2 separate regions of the Gossypium hirsutum genome follow, and region 2 is linked to region 1. A link is a contact called in public Hi-C data. All regions are on one chromosome and are shown on one strand. The core of a region is the stretch at or near the end of the contact, and the rest is flanking DNA. Distances in the headings are between cores, read along the strand shown.

Evidence for each region. A called contact is a pair of places that touch in the nucleus more often than the background predicts.
Region 2: a Hi-C map of leaf shows a contact between it and region 1, with 6 times the contacts expected there. The contact joins the enhancer-like site here to the promoter of LOC107923498 in region 1. A contact is called at or near these places in 8 of 34 Hi-C or Micro-C datasets (leaf and an unstated tissue).

The regions. Positions count from the first base shown.
Region 1 is chrA11:122,131,051-122,138,612 of Gossypium_hirsutum_v2.1, forward strand. LOC107923498 (putative disease resistance protein At3g14460) reads right to left here and starts at 4,095. Exons shown (of 5, transcript XM_041080257.1): 1 at 1,036-4,095; 2 at 376-915; 3 at 98-193. The coding sequence starts at 3,920. The coding sequence ends at 909. LOC121210111 (putative disease resistance protein RGA3) reads right to left here and starts at 4,742. Exons shown (of 1, transcript XM_041082222.1): 1 at 4,030-4,742. The coding sequence starts at 4,742. The coding sequence ends at 4,098.
Region 2 is chrA11:122,216,383-122,223,944 of Gossypium_hirsutum_v2.1, forward strand. It overlaps the pseudogene LOC121209505. Among protein-coding and RNA genes, the nearest start is that of LOC121210114, 8.0 kb to the left of the region's middle. Within about 2 kb of position 3,954, at least 2 of the 9 cell types and tissues checked have an H3K27ac peak or open chromatin away from gene starts, as enhancers often do.

The DNA of each region.
Region 1 (7,562 bases), core at 2,845-5,344:
TGGCTCCTCAACTACAACTACGTACCAAGCACCAAAATATGCTCAACACAGGAAAGGAATGTCAGAAGAACAAATTCTCCATATAACCTATACTTACCCTATCATAAACATTGATAACATCACAGTTGAAGCCTTCCAAAGCAGGGGAAATTCATATAAAGATTGGTAATATGGCAATCTACCGACCGGAAAGCTGAAAAGCAACATTAAAAGAGAGCTGCAATGAAACTAGTTCCAAACTGCTATAGTATAGATATCATTTGATTCATTTAACTCATACCTCAAAGTCAAAAGCAAAAGAGTCGAGATATAGTGAGTCACTTAGTCGCTGCTATTTTTGGCTAGAAAATGAAATCGTATAAAGTATTTTTGTACCTTTAAGTAAAAGCGGGTTAGATAAAGTCACAGTCAGTCACTTAGACAGTGAGTTTGATTATGTCGCTCAATCCACATTATCAAAGAAGCAATTCCTCATCAAGTGAATTGATGCAGCCTTTGAATGGATTCATGGTCTGAGAAATTCGAAAAACTAAGATGGATATCTTTGAGATTGGACAGAACAATATTTTGGGAACTCTGTTGTCTTACATGTGTTAAATTGAGCTCTCTAATGCCATGTTGTAACATGTACTGTATCCCTCCATTAATCCTGGAAGGATCAAACTATCACGTAAAAGACATGTTCTTCTGAAAAACAATTGGGTAATAGTACTACGAAATGTAAAATATTTTTAACTACAATCCCATTCTCATATACCAAAATAGCTTAGAAATTAGAAGATGCAAATGAAAACAGAACATTCAATTTGCTGAATAAATGTTGCAGAGAATTGACTAACGCTTTACTAAATCAAATAAGCTGAAGTAGATGAGTTGAAGTTCTCCACTATTTTTTGCCAATTTAGCCTTCAATGCCTGCAAAAATTGAATACAAAATATGTAAGACTGATTTCTGTTATCATGTTGTTCATGAGGACAATCAGATATATAAAAAAAAGCTATGAAATTTATAAATGTTTAAAATGCGTTTCACACCTGTGGAGAGCTTGATACAAGATTTTGTCCATTAAATTCCCATATAATCCCCTCGGGATGACTGTTTTATGATTAATTTCCACTAAAGGTATGTGGGAAATCTTGGACCACTCTCGTCCTTTACCCCTACTGCACCCTTCTTCTAGCAACGGGCAATTAGAAATATATAGCTCCTCAAGCGAGAGAAGCATATCTTTTTCTGGAAGAGAGGCGAGCTTAGGACAACCATAGATGCCCAGTCGTTGAAGAGAGGTGAGGTGCTGTAAGCCCTTGGAGCATATGAATTCCAAATTCTTAGATCTACTGATGCTGATATCGGTGAGAGAAGGAGGCAGCATCATTCCTATCGCTTCTTTTGGAAATGACACCACACGTGAGCATCCTTCACAGCTGATGTTGAGTAGTTGAAGAGAGGTGAGTCTGTTAAATCCCCATTCAACAAGTGATGTATAAATTCTGGGCACATTTGAGATTTCAAGTGATGTGAGGTTGGTAGGGAAACCCTCTTCTGGAAAGGATATGTCAGCCGAACACTCCCGCAGCTCTAAATCTCGAAGGGAGGTGAAGTTGTTGATGCACTTGGGAAGGGCTCCAAAATTTTCACAATTGGAAATCCTGAGTACTCTGAGATTTGTGGTGGGCAACCCGCTTTCTTCAAATGAAACCAGATTTGGACACCCAAATAATTTAATCTCCTGAAGATGGCTGAGCTTGTCTAATCCCCGCGGTAATGATTTCAATTTTTCAGCATTCCTAATTGAAAGGATTTCGAGATCAGTGGTTTCAAGGAAGTCTTGGGCTATGCATTCCAACACTGGACATTCCGAAATAACTAGATGTTTAAGCATTACGGGTAACTTGGCATTTGAAAATACGCTAATTAACTTTGGACAACTTCCAATTTCTAGATGTTGAAGTCGATTGCATATATCGCCCCTTGATGATAACCATATTAGAGATGGACAGTAGCTTATTTGTAAGTGCTCAAGAAGACAAATGTTGCTACTCATACTCTTATTATTATTTTCTTTTTCATCAACCAAATATTGCAAATTCACGCAATTCTCAATTCTCAGCTCTTTTAAAGCAGGAGGAAAGTTACTCTCTGTAAAACAAACCAAGCCTAGACACTCTTTAAGTAATATTCTCGTAATGAACGGGAAAGCATGTAAGACTTTTGGTAGTCTATTGAGCCTTTCACAATTATTTATTACCAGAGATTTAACAGCTGGAATCTTTTCAAGTTGCACTATCTCCTCCTCTGTTTCCAAAGAGACCAATTGCGGACAATTCCTAATCATGATGAAACGATGCCTAACTATGCTTAACCCATTTTGCGATAAAGATCCTAACTCCTTCCAACCAGAGATGTAGAATGTTTCAGAGTTTGCAAATCTCAACATTATCTTCTCTGCTGAAATATTAAACTTTGAAATATTTGAAAGAGACACATATTTCAAAGAAGTAACCTTCTGTACAGACAAAGAACCTTCATCCACCAATTCTTTACACCCTTCAACGCTTATTTCACTCAGCAAGGGAAAACTTGAAATTGAAACTACCAGTTTCTTACACTCATAGATTTGAAGGTTCTGCAATGATTGAAGGATGGTTGGCAACCTTCCCAGCAATAGAGGACATTCTCTGATTGAAAGAAAACGAAGGCTGGGGAATTTCGATACTTGCTCATCGTCTTCACATACATCCCACTCCTCCCAATTCAGCATTTTGCGAAAACTCAGAGACTCTAATGATGCAAAAGCATTTGATTGATTTTCTCCAAACAACTCAGCACCAATCTTGTGTACTTGATCTAAACCACTAATTGAAAGATCTTTTAACAACAATAACCTTCCAATCGATGGTAGGGATTTGCAATTTTTATAGTCGTGAAGCTCCAATGACAACATATTCTTGAAGGAAGAATCTGCAATCCAAGTAGAGAATTTTGCACCACCATAATTCTCAATGACGAGTTGCTCAAGCTTTTTCGAAGGATGAAGAGAGTCTAACACCGAGTCTTCAACTTCTTTTTTCCTTGTATCTTTCTTAAAGTCCCAACTCCATTTCAATACCAATCGATCAATCCCCTGCTTCTCATTTAACTTGGCTTCCCCTGCATCTTCACCCTTAACATTCTGCAACCCAGAAAGACAAAAAGCACCTTTGAGGTTTGACAAATATTTCAATTCTCTGATACTATGTCCATCACCTTCCCCTATGATAAAATTTGATAACCTTTGAAGATTGGTTAGCTTACCAATTCCGAAAGGCATCCTTTCTATTAAGTTTGCACCTCTGATATCCAGATATTGCAAGTTAACAAGCTTTTCCATCTTCGAGGGTAGCTTTTGAAGCTTTGAACACTTCTTTAATAATAAAGTTTCCAAATGGTAGAGAGTGCACAAAGAATCTGGTAAGCATATGATACGGGTGTAAGAAAAATTCAAGAAGCGAAGATGCTTTAAATTTTCAAAAACATCAGGAAACTCATCTATTTCATACCCACTCAAAGAAAGCACCCTTAAGTAGCCAAGTTTTGGCAACAAATCAACCAAAACAACATTAGTTAAAAGAGACCTCGAATAACGTGACAACCTTATAGGTAGAAAAGTACGTATAGAATTGACTTGATCAAATGCTTCAAACTTTTTCACAGTGTCATAACTTCCAGCAATATAAGAAGAATGTCGAGTGCGATGTGAAAACTTTTGTTGCTTATCAGACTCCAGTTTGGAGCATATATCTCCTGCAACTACTTGAGCTAAATCATTGATAAGGTCATGCATTACAAATCGGGACTCATCTTTACTGGATATCTGAAAAAATGACCTCGACACTAGATCTTGAAAATATTGATTTCCAATATCTTTAACTTGAGGCATAGCTTTTTGTTGCAAGAGACCTTCAGCTCTCCAGAACAAGATAATTTCTTCTTCTTCAAATTCATAATCTTTAGGAAGTATGGAGCAATATGCAAAACATCGTTTCAAGTATGACGGAAGATGATGGTAGCTTAATAGCAAAGTTGGAATTATGCCACACTGCTCTTCTGGTAAGTTTCATATCTCACTCTCATATATTCTTTCCCATTCTCGATGATATTTAACTGTGCGTAGCAAGCTTCCAATAGCTTTTGCAGCCAAAGGCAAGCCATTGCACCTTCTAATAATTTTCTCTCCAATTTCTTTGAAGTGGGGATGTCCGTCGAAATTTATTGCTTTTAGTGCATGCTGTGTAAATATGGATAAACAATCATCATCTGATAGCTTATCCAAATGAAAAGCTTTAAGCGGATCCACAATAGATGAAACAATTTGAAGACGAGTGGTTACAATGATAGCGGTCCCTGCTCCAAATGGAGACCGTAAGATGGTCCAATCATTATAATTCTCGTTCCAAATGTCATCTAAAACAAGCAAGAATCTTTTCCCAGACAACTTCTCCTTCAACTTAACTTGAAGTAAATCCAAGTTACTGTAATCACATGACTCAGAAGTGATGGACTGTAAAATTGCCTTTGTTATAGCAATTGCATCAAAATTATCAGAAACGCATACCCAGGCCTTGAGATCAAAAGACTGGTTGATGGTGGCGTCATTGTAAACAAGCTGAGCAAGAGTTGTTTTACCCATCCCTCCCATGCCCACGATGGAAAGGACTGAAACTCCATTGGAGGTATCGCCTTTGTTAAGTTTAGTTCCCATGCAAAGGTGGCCATGCACGACATACAAAGGTGGTCATGCTCGAAGAAATAGCAACAAGCAGTGGTGCCATGGTGTGCAGAAACTGAAGTTTGAAGCTGCCAATCCACTTGCTGTTTTTAGTTCCATTTTGATTGTTTTGTAATCTAGTTCATGTTAAACTAAGTAGGTAAATGTTTTGATATTGATTGACTGAAAAGTCAGCAATGCAAGTTGTACAAGCTAAACTTGTAAGTTTCAATGCAAATTAGTGGAGTTAGGTAGTTGATTAGGTGATTACTTGTTTGTTTTACTTGTTGACTGATATATGTAATGGCCTAATGCCTTGTTGATGTGTTAATGAAAAAGATCAGCTCATTTTTCATTCAAATCTTCTTCTCTCTTTTCTGTTATTCACTAGCTAGTTTCATTTTCTGTTTCTGCTTCCGAGTTTGTTTCTTCACCAAGGCTCGAGGCTTGCTATTCAAGCAAGATACAAAACAGCCTGTTGCTGCCTCTTGCACCAACAATTGGTATCAGAGCTCTTGTCTTAGTGGACCTGTTGCCTCAAATCAAGGAACCTGATGGCTTCTTCAGGATTTTCACCAGCAGCCCCACCAGTCTTCAATGGAGAAGGCTTTCACATATGGCTGGTCAAGATGAAGACTTACCTACAGGCCTTTGATCTGTGGGAAGTTGTTAACACAGATGCTGAGCCAGCACCACTGAGGGCTAATCCCACAGTAGCTCAGATCAGACAACATGCTGATGAGAGGACCAAAAGGCATAAAGCCATGTCCTGTATTCAGAACTGTGTATCAGATGTCATCTTTACCAGAATTATGGCCTGTGAGACTCTAAAACAGGCCTGGGACAAGCTTAAGGAGGAGTTTCAAGGCACTGAGAGAACAAGGCAACAGCAGCTGTTAAACTTGAGAAGGGATTTCGAGAATTTGAAGATGAAGGAAGAAGAAACAGTGAAGCAGTATTCAGATAGAATTATGGCAGTGGTTAACAGCATAAGGCTCCTAGGTGAGCACTTTGATGAGGCAAGAATTGTGGAGAAAGTCCTCTCCACTTTGCCTGAAAGATATGAGGCCAAGATATCCTCCCTAGAGGACTCAAGAGATCTTGCTACCATCTCTTTGACTGAGTTAATCAACACCTTCTATGCTCAGGAACAAAGGAGAGCTAGCAGAGCTGAAGATCACCAAGAAGGTGCATTTCAAGCCAAGGCCAGAGAAGCCTCGAGCACCAATGCTCAAAGAGGCAAAAAGCCTTAGAAAAACAGGCCTAAGCCTGATGCTGCAAGGAGCAATGACCAGCCCTGCAGATATTGCAAGAAGCCTGGCCATCCAGAAGACAGATACTGGTTTAGGCCAGATGCAGTATGCCAACACTGCAAGAAGAAGGGCCATGTTGAAAGGGTCTGCAAAAACAGGAGTAAGCCAAGGCAGAATCAATTTCAGCAGTCAAAGGTTAAAGCTCGAGTAGCTGAGGACAGTAGTGACCAAGAAGAACAGGTCTTTGCTGTTTCCTGTTTAGCTACTGAGAAGAAATGCTCAAAAGGCTGGTTGCTGGACAGTGGTTGCACTAACCACATGTCACCAGATGCCTCCTTGTTTAAAACCTTGGACAGAAGTTATAAAACCAAGGTCAAGGTTGGAAATGGTCAGTTTATAAGGGCTGAAGGAAGAGGAGAAGTGCTGATAAGTACTCCCACAGGCAACAAGATCATTCCAAATGTGCTGTTGGTGCCAGAGATTGACAGAAACCTTCTCAGCATAGCTCAACTGCTCGAGAAAGGTTATTCTGTTGTGTTCAAGGACAAACAATGCCACATTACTGATCCAAGTGGATCAAGCCTTATGACAGTCACAATGACTGATAAATGCTTTGAGGTTCACTGGGCAAATGACTCAAACTCAGCATACACAACTTCTGTTGATGACTTCAAGCTTTGGCATCAAAGGCTTGGACATGCCAACTTCAGATCAATGGCTCGATTGGCCAAAGAGGGCATGGCAGAGAACTTCACCAGCTCAGTGGAGCATGATGATGTGTGTGAAGTTTGCCAAATGGGGAAACAGGCAAGACTGCCATTTCCTACAAATTCAGCTTGGAGAGCTACTGAAAGACTGCAGCTGGTGCACTCTGATGTATGTGGCCCGATGAGGACTGAATCACTCAGCAAAAACAGGTATTTCATCCTCTTTATTGATGATCTTACAAGGTTTTGCTGGATTTTCTTTTTAAAACACAAGTCTGAGGTAGCTCAAGTGTTTGTGAAGTTTAAAAATGCTGTAGAAACAGAAACAGGTTGCAAGCTGAAATCGATAAGAACAGACAATGGCACTGAGTACACTTCAGCTCAGTTTCAAGCCATTTGCAATGATGCTGGTATCAAACATCAGCTTACAAATGTCTACACACCTCAGCAGAATGGGGTAGCTGAAAGAAAGAACAGAAGTCTGATGGATATGGCCAGATGTCTCCTGTTTGAAAAGAAACTGCCCAAGACCATGTGGGCTGAGGTAGTAAACACTGCTGTTTACCTTCAGAACAGGCTTCCTACCAAAGCTCTTGCATCCGAGACACCTTTCGAGGCTTAGTTCAGTTTCAAGCCTTCCTTGGCACATCTGAAGGTGTTTGGTTGCCTGTGTTATGCACAAATACCAGCAGCAAAGAGAGACAAACTCTCTAAAAGGGCTCAACCAGGTGTTCTAGTAGGCTACAGCTCAGTCAAGAAGGGCTACAGGGTTCTGGATCCCTTGACAAACAAAGTCCAGGTGAGCAGAGATGTCATCTTTGATGAAAAAGCCTGCTAGAATTGGGAGAAAAATG
Region 2 (7,562 bases), core at 2,704-5,203, 85 kb after region 1:
GCTTGTTTATGTATTGGCTTTGAGCCATATTCAGTTTTTTGAATGAATTCAACAAGTTTTCATCCATATGCTCTCCATTTTTAGTTTTGCTTCAAAATCTATTTGAGTTTTCTACTTTGTTTCTGCTGCAAGTCACGAGATTTGCTCGACAAGCATTCTGTTGAAGCTTGCTGCTGTAGCACTTAGATCCAACAAAAAGCTTTAAGCGTATCCACAATAGGTGAAACGACTTGAAGACGAGTGGTTACAATGATATGAGTCCCTGCTCCAAACGGAGACCGTAAGATGGTCCAATCATTATACTTCTCGTTCCAAATGTCATCTAAAACAAGCAGGAATCTTTTCCCAGACAACTTCTCCTTCAACTTAACTTGAAGTAAATCCAAGTTACTGTAATCACATGACTCAGAAGTGATGGACTGTAAAATTGCCTTTGTTATAGCAATTGCATCAAAATTATCAGAAACACCCAGGCCTTGAGATCAAAAGACTCGTTAATGGTGGCGTCATTGTAAACAAGCTGAGCAAGAGTTGTTTTACCTATCCCTCCCATGCCGACGATGGAAAGGACTGAAACTCCATCGGAGTTATTACCTTTGAGGAACTCAATCATTTCTGTCTTCTCCTTGTGTCTGCCAACATACTCCACAACTCCATCCAGTAAGGAAGTTGGTTGCAGCCTGGGTTGCTTTCCCTTGGAGGTTGCAGCTTGAGACAAAATCTCACTCAACCCCAAACTACTTCTTCGAGTAGTCAAACTATTCAGTCTATCAGTGATGTCTTTCACCTTCGTGATCATGGAATTCTTAAACTGAAAAGAGGTGGGAGTGAAAATACTACGAATAATCCTGTCAGGAATGAATTTCCGTATCTTACTAGGTCTGGCTTGAGCTTGAGTGTCTTGGAGATTGAGGCGTAACTCTTCATAAGCGAACTCATCCAAGATATCATCCACATCGTAAGCCAAGTCCTGGAGATCCTCCAGCCATTTCTTCACACCCGTGTTCTTGGTTGGCTTCTCCTCTGCATCGTCCAATACTGCTTGGATATCAGGCAATATGGACTGCCACTGCTTGAGCTGCTGGTGGAGTTGGTTGTGATTAGCAACAAAGTTGAGTGCAGAGTCGAGCGATTTGCCCACCAGCAGGTCCAGGAACCCAGAAAGAGCAGCCTCTCCAATGACAGACATGGTCGAATTATGAGAAAGAAGATGAAGAGAGAAATGAACAAAGCCAAAATGGAAAGACGGGGAACAGAAAGGAAAGAAAGGGAAATGGAATCTGCAAAATTAGAGAAAGCTGAAGATATTGGCACAATATCCTTAAAGCATGTAAGAATTCAGACTATAGGGCAATGAGTTGGAAATCACAGGGTACAGATAAAGAAGCTGCTTTTCGTGCTAATGGGAAAGGAATAATGGAAATGAGGGGACCTTTGCTTTTGAATTTTGATGCTTTTCTGTTCTCTTGCTTTTGGTCATTATCCTAAATTGATCTTGACCAAATATGTACTTTAATTAAAGATCAAAATATTATATTTCTCACAACTTGATCGCCAAAATATAGCAAACACCAATACTCTAAACTTCTGAATCACAAATATTTACTGTATTTATTATATAAAAAAAATTTAGGGTCTAAAAATAAATTACAATTTTTACGATTTCACCATTTTAATAGTATATATATTTATAATTTTTAAAAGATTAAATCAGATTTTTATTATCTTTAGAGGGAGCAAAGTGCAGTTTTACTTTTATAATTTAAAATTTTAAAATTTTTAAAGAGCCTAAATGAAATTTTTTTCATTTTAGGAGTCCCTGCCAGGCCCTAGCTATACCCATGAGATTGATTGTAGTTATATTGTTAATTGACTTACTATTTTACTATTTATACTATTATTTAAGCTCCTGTCTAGTTGATGTCAGGAGTTAATCGGGTACTAACTTGGTTAAAGAAATTATGAAAATGTCACTCTAGTCTTTTTATTATAAAAAATAAAAATATGTGCATATAATGGAATTTTGAACCCATATCAATTACATTAATAAAATTATTAAGTTACCACTCAACTAAAACTTTAATATTTTAATTTTATTATGCACACTTTATTATTAATTAATTTCAAATACTATGCTTTAATTATTTATTGTATGTTATATTTAAATGCACACTTATATTCTAAATATATGATTTCAATTCATACGTGTGTGATAAGTATACTAATTGTAGCCTATCTTGCCAATTGTAGTATGCCTATCACTTCGTTGTGCAAATTTATGATTTGCTTTCTTAATAGATTTGTTAACTAAATCCAAATTACTTTCCTTTTAGACCAATTAATTAATTTAATTACATTTATTTTTAGTGTGATTAACCAAAATAACCGATCAAACTGATTAAACGAAATTGCTTCTATTATTATAATTATGAAATCATTTGGTTATTGGTATTTTTTATTGAAGTTCGGTTCATTTAATTTTCGATTTTTCTAAACTAAAATTTACATCTAGATTTGATGACGATTGCTTGTTCACACTCCATGGGAATTCTTAAGGGTGGGACCTTGGCTTTTGAATTTTGATGAAATCTCTCTGCCATTTCTGAAATTCCAATTTTCCTTTAGGGAAAACGATGAGGACGATGCCAATCTAAGTCCCATTCAATTAAACCCTGATCTCGATCACAATGCCATCTAATACCTATATATCAAATTATTATTTCCATTAACTTTAAAGCCTATTGTAGCTTTGGTTCAATTTAATAATGCCATTAAACATCATGATTATTGACACGATATAGCAACCACACTCGTCCTACTTTGTTTTTGGGTTGAAAACATCACTGTAAATGCAAAAGGAGAGAAGGTGAAGCCTTTCAAATTCTCCACATGCCAAAATGGCACTGACATGTCAGATGGGCTGATATGGCATACCATGTTAGAAAAATTATAAAAATATTTTAAAATTAATAAAACATATATATACATCTAGAATGAATCGGGACAAATGATTATCGAAAATCAAATGAATTTAGACAAATTATTGTCCAGGATCATTTTAAATGTATATATATTTTATTAATTTTAAAATATTTTTTTGTTGATGTGGCGTGCTAAATTAGCATGCCTTGTTAGTGCACATAATTTTTAAAAAATTTTCTTGACATGGTATGACGGTTTCTGTTAACGAAAGGGCATAGTTGATTTTTGGGGGGGGTCAGTAAGGACTCAATAGGATAAATTTTTTCATTCATTTTGGGATGATTTGACAAAACATATAAGTTTAAGAGCTAAAAAGATGAAAAATTAAATGAAAAATTAAAATAGCTTTTTTTTTATAAATTTAAAAACCCAAATAAATCATTATATCATTCTTTTATATTATGGGACCATAGTGGGTTAAGGTGCCTGTAACACCAAAATGGATGGCCCTAGTAGAGGTTCATGCAAAAATCAATAAGAAACTTCTCTATAAATCTAAGTGGGGTTTGGAAAAAATCTATTCTATTGTTTAAATATATTAAAAAAGTTTTTTTAAAAATAATATTTTAAAAATATATGTTTTTATTAATTAAATAGTAATTGAATCAAATCAAAGTCTAAAATAATACAAGACATTAATTGAGCCAAATCAGTTACCATTAACAAATAATTGAATCTTTCAATGAATATTTATATCAATAATACTTGAAATTTTTTTTTAGCATGTAAAAGAACTTGCTTAAAAATAAATAATTTTATTATTAAGGATTGTGTGATGCAGTATTAGAATATAGTTTGGTTTATCTACTTCAAACACAAATCTTAAGATTAAACTAAACCTGTATGAATTAGATTGTGAGTTGAAGTGCTCCACCCCTTCCTTGGAGTTGAGAAGAAAGCATATAGGAGCACTACTTAACCCATAATGCTAAAGCAAATGCAACTATGGTTAGGTTGAAATGTAATCAAAGTAAGGCTTTGAGACATTGAATTGTAATAAGTGGATGGACCCCAAGTACTTGTTGGAGGGTCATGGGTTGGGTGGGACCTCTGTTTTTGAATTTTTTTATGCTCCTCTTTTGCCATGGCTGAATGAATCCTCAACTTGCTCCTATAAAGGATCCTTTGAAGTTCCCTATATAGTCGGTTTATAAAAGCATTAGAGTTTCAGCTTAGATTCAACAACAAAATGGAAAGTGTTAAAGAGTACTAGGAGTGTTTTGAAAGAGATACTCCATGGGAATTTTCTCACCAATATTTCTTCCAAATGCCTGTAAAAAAAAATCAAGGAATAAAAAAACATATCTACAACTATGTTCCAAGTACCAAAATACACTCCAACAGAAGAAGGGAATACCAGAAGAACATATTCAGAACATGCAGATGAAAACTGAACATTCAAATTTCTGAATAAATATGACACACAATTAACTAACCGTTTTATCAAATCAAATAAGCTAAAAGAAGACTAGTTGAAGTCATCCACTATTTAGCTTTCAATGCCTGGTTGAAATAATTAGAGAAGTGAAAAAATGTTTGATAAGCTATAAAAAGTAACATATTTTAAACCCATTCTTGATGCATTTTTGGATGATTTATTATGTAAATTAGTGAATTTGATGCTCCTAATCCTTTAAATTCATATTTCTATACTTAGGTAAGCATATGAGAGTGAAAGGAGCTAAAAATAAGCCAAAATCAGACGAAAAAAACTTTTTTCAGGTTCCACTCAGCCTGGGCACATGCCCAGTGAGCCACACGAGCTGGCCACATGCCCATGTGTAGCCCATGTTGATTTCGCACCCTGATTCTCTTTTACATGAAAAAAACCCAATTTTTAGGATTTCTGAGCATTTTAAAGTCTATAAATACCTTTAGAGGAAGACCTAAGAGGGCCAACAGAGAAAATTGAATAAAACACTTGAAGAACGCCATAGGAATCAACTCGGAAGCGAATCTTCTTCAAGATTGAAGATCTTCATTTAATTTCTCTTGAAGTTTTATTGAGTTTCTTTATGTCTTGTGATTATCCTAACTTTGAGATGTTTCTATTCAGGATTATGAACTAAATTCCCTAGATACCTAGGGAAGATGAAACCTATGATGAATCTTATTATTTGATTTTTGATTTTCACGATAAATACTTGATTCTTGTTCTCAATTATGTATGCTTATTTCTTGTTTTAATATTTTCAAGTTTAATGTGCTTATTTTAGTGGAGCAAAAGTCCCTATTTAAGAGTAGATTTACCATAACTGAGTAGAGTTGCATGCAATTCTAGAAATAAGACAACATAAATCTACTAGATTAGAAACTCATAGATCGAGTTAATGTGACAATAGGGGTTTTAATTAGAAAAAGATTTCAATTAATCAACCTAGAGTCAGTTGTTCTTACTCTCGAAAGAGACATTAGCATAAATTAGGAATTTTTACGGATCAAGACAAGTGAATAAATCATTTAATTCAACTTCATAATAATAGGTGAAGTATTGTCTATCTCATTAGTTATCTTCGATTATTTTCCTATTTTATTCTCTATTGCATTCTTAGTAAATTTTTTTATTTCAAGAGTTTAAGTAGGATGAGGCATTTTGATTTTTAATTTTTTTGTGTGTATGTTATACTTTTTGGTTTTGGTCAGAATTCGATTGCAAATGGAATTTCTTTTCTTCTATATTTCTAATTATGTTCTTTCTTTTTCTCTTGTATAATATTGCGCCGCCACGCCACCCTTCCATTTTTTCCCCTTCTTTTATTTGTTTATTTCTTTTATTTAATTCTTGTTGAACTATTATACTAGTATTCTTAATTTCATGACAAGCTAAACTTCTCTTCTAGTTTTAGGCCAATAGTCAATTCGGAAGAGAGTCGTGAGACCTAAAACCGAACGTTAAAATCTTCTACCTGGTATTTGTTATCCCTTTGATTTAAGACAGAGATACTTTTGTCTCAAAGTTATTTTGACACAAGTCAAAAAGTGTGGGTTAATTTAGTGCTGATAGGCATACAATTGGAAGAATCAATAGTATTGGTTGTTGTATTCGGATTACTGAAGAACACATTGGCATGTCCAATTAAGTGGTTAGTTGTACCCATCAAGGGAAATAGCAAATGGATTTAAAGGACTCACATGGTTAAGGCCGTTGATTCGAGTTGGGCCCTTCTAGTTTGCAAGGCTACTAAAGAGTTGATTTGGTGTTCTCGTAATTAACTTATACATGAAAGGGTTGGTCTGAAGTGTCATCAACCACTATAATAGACTTACTGGTTAAAGTAGAAGACTTGTTATCAAGAATCGATTCGAGACTAAAGCAAAAATCGAGCTTGAAGCTAGAAGATCATCACATCGATTTATTCAATCTAATTTCGCTTCTGTTTATTTTTATTTTTATTTTAATTATCTGAATTAAATTTAATTTTCTCTTTTTATTTTTTTACAGACCATCACACGTGGTGAGTATGACACTTGTTTGGCATATTGCAAATTTAGTTGAATTTGGTATTGCCATTAAATATCATGATTAATAGACACCAATATAGCAAACACCCGTCTTGTTTTGGGGATTGCTAACAGAGTTGTATTTTTAACCACAAAAGTTCATCTTACCGATAATCCGAAAGCAAAAATATAAAATTGATAAATAAGATGTATTTAAATGGTAAGCACGAAATAAGTCGTAAATTTCTTGAAAAGCCACCATCTAATTGCGAAAGAGAATGAGTTGAATTAAAATTTTGAATAGGAATAGGCCAAAAAATTAATTCCAAATGGAAATTTCATGGCAGCTTCTGTGTGGCCCTCCATCAATTTCAACCACTATTTGGTAGATTTAGAAAAGTAAAGATCCATCAAAGAAGAAACGAAAAAGAAAGCTCCTGGAACAAGAAACAAAAATAAGAAGACATCTACAAGAGCAAAATAACAAGACATACAGAGAAAAGGGGAATCTAGAGAGGACGAGAATCACGATGACTTAACATTTAATGACTTCAAAAAAAATTCTAAATAGAGGAAGATTTGTTTTATTATTATTTTTATTTCCTAGATTAGTTTTTTTTATTTTCTATTATTATATTATTGTTTATTAATATTTAACATTAAAACTTCTTGAAAAATCCACCTGCTAATTGCCAAATAGAACGGACTGAATTAAAGTTTTGAATACTCTATAAATTAATTTAATTTAGATTGAAAATTTCATAGCAATTTCCGTCTATCAAGCTGTTGTTTGCTTGTCGCATTACTTGTTTCCTTACCTATGAGTCTGCTTGTGGAATCCAAGATTGGCATTACATATCTGATCTTCCTACGAATTGCACATTAGCTGTTTATTTTATATTTAAAATTTTCAATTCTTATTTGAGAGGACTCAGTTATTGATACATAAAATGTTTTAATAACATGGACTCATTTTTAGCAGGAAGATGGGCTGAATAGAACTGAGAAAGGAGAGGAAAAGAGGTCAAGGAGGCACCGGAGTTGAGCCTCTATAGCACCCTTTGATGCTTAAGTTAATCTTCTTTTAGTAACTAGAAAGTGACTTGATAAAGGGTGAGAAGGATGAACGCGAAAGCGGA